Regions from separate parts of the Rattus norvegicus genome. Here region 1 is linked to region 2. A link is a contact called in public Hi-C data. All regions are on one chromosome and are shown on one strand. Each heading gives the region's core, a stretch centred on a gene start, on an enhancer-like site or on the middle of the called end of the contact. The rest is flanking DNA. Distances are from core to core; before and after follow the strand shown. Region 1 overlaps Nbea (neurobeachin). Region 2 overlaps Dclk1 (doublecortin-like kinase 1).

The links. A called contact is a pair of places that touch in the nucleus more often than the background predicts.
Region 1: a Hi-C map of the A7r5 cell line shows a contact between it and region 2, with 7 times the contacts expected there. The contact joins two enhancer-like sites. A contact is called at or near these places in 3 of 12 Hi-C or Micro-C datasets (the A7r5 cell line, the Rat2 cell line and Schwann cells).

The regions. Positions count from the first base shown.
Region 1 is chr2:142,300,761-142,304,014 of GRCr8, reverse strand. It overlaps Nbea (neurobeachin), which reads left to right. Exons shown (of 58, transcript NM_001427608.1): 25 at 2,623-2,631. Among named protein-coding and RNA genes, the nearest start is that of Nbea, 190 kb to the left of the region's middle. Within about 2 kb of position 1,299, at least 1 of the 93 cell types and tissues checked has an H3K27ac peak or open chromatin away from gene starts, as enhancers often do.
Region 2 is chr2:141,841,643-141,844,531 of GRCr8, reverse strand. All of the region lies in intron 12 of Dclk1 (doublecortin-like kinase 1), which reads right to left. Among named protein-coding and RNA genes, the nearest start is that of Dclk1, 60 kb to the right of the region's middle. Within about 2 kb of position 1,496, at least 20 of the 93 cell types and tissues checked have an H3K27ac peak or open chromatin away from gene starts, as enhancers often do.

The DNA of each region.
Region 1 (3,254 bases), core at 50-2,549, 460 kb before region 2:
GAGAATGGGCGTGGTAAAGGTGGTAAGAGCTGTATGGTACCAGATGTGACGTTAGGTTTGTTGTGTATAAAGTAAGAATGACACAAAAAAGTCTTATTACTATAGAACAGTCATAGGTAAATTCACTCTTTTTCATGATATAACTTGAAATTGACTACTATATATCACAATTTTTCACACAGTTATCACTTAGATACATATCTTTTTTTTTTACTATTTTTGTCATTAAACATTTTAATGTACAACTATATTAAACTTTAAAAAGATAAGTAAAATGTGAGGTTTTTTGTTTGTTTGTTGTGGGTTTGTTTTTTTTTTTTTTGTCTCCTATTTTAAAAATAAGAACCTACAGCTTAACCCAGACGTAAGGCTTTGTCATTTCTCAAGGCAAGTGCTGCTGACTAGCTCTGGTGATTAGCTGCTGCTCAAACTGATTTCTTAGTGAGACTCAGGTCCAATGCATTGTGAAGTTTGGATTCAGTGGAGATGGTAGGAACCTCAGTGTGAGATGGATCTGTGTTTTAGTCTGGGCTCTTCCTTTGCTGGGCGTGGCCTCTGTATTTGTTCCGTTGGCTAAGAGACAGTCATGATGCTGACCCATCAGAAAGGGCATGAGAAAGCTCAAGTGTGGTAATAGATGCCCCGTGTACTAGATAGGCAAACCGTTTGTTCTCATTGAACTTCGGTAACTCTGTCCTTAAAAAATCTTTTGTTTATAACACTCTATAGACTATTCTAGGCAATTTAGTTATTATAGATAATCCATTTTGATAGCAAGATATGTGTTTGCTATTTCTAGGGAATTGACTATTTGAAGTGGTCTTTTTTCTCCCTGAAACCATAAATGAACACAGAAGTTTGTGTGTTACAGGAATAACATTTCTGAATGTGCTCTTGTAGCAACTTTGGTCTGGAAGGAAGTTTTGAGTTCCTTGGGTTACTCTTACCTGTAAGGAAGTGGTGTAAGGTGGGCTTTCGGAAGACTGGAGATGTATATTGCATAGATTACAGTGAGCATCTAAAAGAGCTGTATTGTATTGTGCTCACTTTTGGATACCTGTATTATTTATTTGAAATTGTATGTCATGTTAAATGAATCACAAAACTGTTTTAAGTAAAAATAAATGAATAGTTTTAACTTTACTATTCAGGATAAAATTAAAACACCTGGCCTGGCGTAGTGATGCCTGCTTCAGTCCCAGCACTGGGGAGGTAAATGTAGATGTCATTAGAATTCTTTGTGAGTTTGAGGCCACCCTGATCTACAGGGTGAATTCAGACTACCAGGGCTACATGGTGATACTCTATCCATCTGAATACATGGCTACATGGAGATACTCAAGGACTATGAGTGAGTGAGTGAGTGAGTGAGTGAGTGAGGGTCACTTCCTAGGCAGTTTGATCAGTGTCTGCTTTATGAAAGGGGTATTATTTTGTTGAATTTTTGAGGTAAGTTTTCCAGAACTTCTTAGTTGAATTATTTCATCTGTTTACTGCCCCGCTCCTGTTTGAGCAAAGGCAGAGAATTGGAAGGGAACACTGAGAAGAACAGAGAATACTGAATCATACATTCCTTAAATCATACACTCAAGATTTAAAGTTGACCATTTTTGTCAACCATCTAGAACACTGTGTCAAATGTGGTTTAATTTTTTCTGTCCCAGGGGAAAAAAACAGAGACTGGCATTTCTGGTTCTTCAAATAGTTGCGTCATCAGAAAGCAGGAAAGGAACTTTTTCTTTTGTGCTGAGCATGATGGCAGTGTTGTTTGTTAACAGGATGTAGGGTTGGAACACAGGAGACCTGTGATTTACGTTGTTTCCCTCACAACAGTGATCTTAATGGTAGTCTCAGGATATTTTTATATATTATCCCAGTGAATAGCCATACAAATAGCATATTTTGAAATTTATATTCATATTTATTTATTGTAAAAACTCAGATATTGGAATTTTGTAATTATTGTGAAAGATATCTATGTTTTTATTATAAGTACATGATTCTTAACGCTCTGAACTCTTAGCTGGTATGCAGTTACTTGTCCTTATATTGTAGGTCACATATAGTTGTATCAGTGAGTTATTTTCTGATACAGAAAGTGAATTTTAAGTTGTGATAACAAATATTTTACACTTGTATATCAAGGGTTCTGAATATGTGAGGAAACAAATTATAATATTATTTCCTGATAGAAAAGGTCTAGATAGTATGTAAGTAATAACTTCCCTCAGTTGATTCTGCCTAAGTCAGTACTAAGTTAGTGATTGAACAGGGGCAGTCTGTGTTCACTTTTTAAAATGTCTCACTAATCATCCACTAGGAAAGACACTTGTTTCATAAAATAGAGTTTGCGTTCTTTCTTCTATATTTGTAGTACTTACATATATATATTTGGGGGTAGTTACTCAAACAAAATAAACTTAAATGTTTCATATTTAATCTTAATCATAATTATGTACTTTATAAAATGAATATTCTGAGAATTTTGTTTTTAATAAAATAAATATAATTTCAAATATTATTTTGTGTTTCAATTTTACATGTATTTTCATTTAATTTTAATAATTTCCTTTTTCTTGTACTTTTTTGGTCTGTTGTCTGTTTTGTCTAATGCATGTCCAGGGTTCTAAGGTTAGTATTACTTTTGCAGTAATTTTTAGGCTTTTATTTTTAAATTTTATTTTTACTTACAAAAGTTTTCACTTGGTTATATTTTGAGTTTTCATATCATCTTTTAATCAGGTATATTTTTGTGTATTTTAAAAATTCATTCAGAAAAATATTTACCCAATATATTGATGAATTTGTTTTATCATAGCAATAAATATCCTAGTACAATGAAAAAAATAGAGTACTGTGTACAGTCAGATTTGACTTCAAATTACAGGAATAGAATGAGATATATTCAGATTTAGTGAGGATCATATTAAGTAAACTTTATGATCAGATGCTTACATATTTGTAAAATATATTAATAGAGTGGAGTAAGAATTCTTTTGTAGGTTATTGTTTATGTTAAGAATTCCTTTTTCTTTCAATTTTGATATTTTAACAGAAAAACTTTGTCAAATTATACATACAATTTAATAATTCTGTATTTAATATTTGTTTCTAATTCCTTATTGTATAATTAGAGCATGTTTCACTGTTTGGATTTGTAGCTTATCTACAAAATAAAGCAATGACTGATAGTGCTCTCATAATTTCAACAATTTGAATGAAGAATTTAAGAACATGACTGCAGATGTACTAAA
Region 2 (2,889 bases), core at 247-2,746:
CATCTCTACTGCTAAGGTGTAAATGCATTGTCTCATCATCCGAGAAGGTTAAGACTGGGCTGGGTGACTTTAAAATGACAGTATATACTTCTATAGCAGACACACTAAAGTGCCGCTGTAGTTCCGTTTATTACCGGGCAGAAGAGCACTGGAAACATCATCGCTGCGAGCAGCAACCACAACAGGCAAAGGCTTTGGCGGCAGCCCGGAATATACTGTCCTTTTAACCGGAAGGGGGAGTCGGTACTGAGCATGTGCGATGGAAAGAAAGCTGGCAAATGTCAGTGTGAAGAATGGGTGAAAAAAAGGAATGAGAGGGGTGTGGCATCTCAATCAAGATTAAAATGAAACCGATAAAGCAGCATATGGACTGGGTAACAAATCAAAAACATGTTTATCCACTGAAGGAACTGGTAGATGGAGACTGCCAGCACGTTGCCATGGAAACACTGACTGTTGCGCTGCACCATCTCATACCTTATCCAATACATTCCTGGTTGTTGGTAGTAGTCCAAAGACCCTGATCTCTTGATGGTAAACCCGTGGTCCAGCTGAGCAGAGAGAAATGGGGCAACTCAGTGGATCAACATTGTGCTCAAGAATTAAGACTCCAGTCCCAGCTCTTCATTAACTACGTACGTACACATGGCGGTGAGGCCTTGTCTGCAGAGCAGCTAGCTAATAACACAATCTGCACATTGAAAATAAAATAAAAAAATAAAGAAACACAAATCCCTTACGAGTATCCTGGATGCCAATTTGTTAGGGTAGATTTGTCTGTCAAACAGCTTTTTGAATATGCTTTTAACCATGCCCTCAGTGTCAAGAGATATATAAACACCCCTTCTTCTGTTTACAGTAGTAAATGTAGTTAAACTGAAGCCACTGTGAGTCACCATGAATACACAGGTGGGACACCCTCCCCAATAATATCCAGTAGGCTTAAACTAGGCTTTATAATTATGAAATAAAAGCGGAAAGGAATGAGGTTTGAAAGGGGCAAAATCATAAGCATTTAGATTTAAGAGAATATACATATATTCATTTATATTCATATATATATATTCATATTCCTGAACTAAAGAGATGAGATAGTATAGTTTATTTGGGAAAATAAAATTAAATGGGAAGAAGAAAGCTTTCTGTATACGTTAAAAGCTTGTATGTACAGTTAAGTGCTTAGCACTAACAAAAGACACAGCAAATACAACATGTGGTAAGTTCCCACTACTGTCCATTCTGGAATAAGATGTTAGCTTTTGGCTACCTGAGAATAAAAGCCTCAATCCTCATGTCCCACTGCTGGCCTGAGCCCTCTGCCCACCCAGGATGCACCTTGCTTTGGAAGAGAGATTCTGGAGTTCTTTCAAGTGTCTCAAGGATTTGACACTCCTGACAGATTCTACTTCTAATGCACAAAAGGCATTTCAAAAGCATGCCGGGGCACTAGGCATTTAAACGAGAAACCACTCTGAGATTTGGTGCTCTGATTGGAAACTAGGCTATACTAGTGTTCGGAGAAAGCAACATGAGGCTTTAATCTTCAAAAATGTATTATTTCTTTTCTTTCCTTTTTAGCAAGAAAAAGAAAATCGGAGCATGCTTGCTCTCTGGAAGGTGGTTGTTTGGCCACAAAGAGGCTGCCAGGTTACTAGTTCTCTAGTGCCATCTAGAGGTGGACTGCCATAGAGCAGGGCGTGGGGGGCTATTGAAGCAAAGCTTTCCAGTACCACAATTATTAGCTGATTAGTATGGATTTGTTCAATTAGACTGAAATGCTCCATTTGCATGAGCAAAATACAAAAGGACAATGTTAAAGCATTAGGAAAATTATCAACTAAAACAATAAACAGCATTAAATGGGGGAAAAATTGGAAGTGGCATCTCAGTCGTGGGTTTTTCATCAAGCTGTGCAAATCTAATCATGCCTCCCTCCCCCTCTCAGCTCTCAGAGAGTCCACCGTTAAAATGTCATCTCTAATTCCTCTTCATGTCTATAAACTGCATTTTAATAACCTTTTGTTTCCTTTTCTCCGTTCTGATCTCCTCTCTCTCTCTCTCTCTCTCTCTCTCTCTCTCTCTCTCTCTCTCGTTGCCCAACTGCTATGAAAGCCGGCAGGACAATGGAATCCTTATCAGAGGCAGAATATCTCAGTTTCCTGGACAGCCTTGGATGCTCCCCTGACCACACTGCCTGACCAACAATGCTCCATCGTCCTGCCTTCATTCAGAATGGCCCCATGACCCCCAAGAGCCCCAGTTGATAATTATTCTCCCAGCCAACTCAGGACTCTCGTGGAGCCTTCGTGTGAAGTCATCCTTTGAGAAAGAGGGCAGAAAAGGGGGCAACCTGAACAAGAGCATTGTGTTTCAGATCATGCGTTCTCGTGTGTTTCAGAAATGGCACCTGTGAACAGAGGGGACTGGCTGAGCCCATATTGCCCCTTTGTTGTTCTGTCTCTCAAGAAAGAGAGCATGCCATAAACTCCTTTATAACCAGTGTTGCTCTGTGCCAGGTAGATTTCTGACTATAGAAAGACAAATCCCATGCAGAGATTAATGGCATGACTATTTGTTTCCAGAAAAAGAAAAGGAAAAAAAACTAAGAACTGATACTTCAATCTAATTTTTAAAAATTCCAGGAGTGCACATAATTAAAAAGAAAAAGACTATAGATAAAGACAATTTAAAGACAATTTCACAGCCACCCAGGAACATATATTTGCTCAGGGGGGGGGATCTGCTTGAAGGAAACTTATTTTTTTACTTTATCAAAATAAATAATCAACATGTTATATGTGTTGAAGACATTCTTATCATGGGGGAATAAAACCAGAATTATTAAATTGTCAAGTGCCCTTTATAGACTATACCAGTCATAATAGGTGT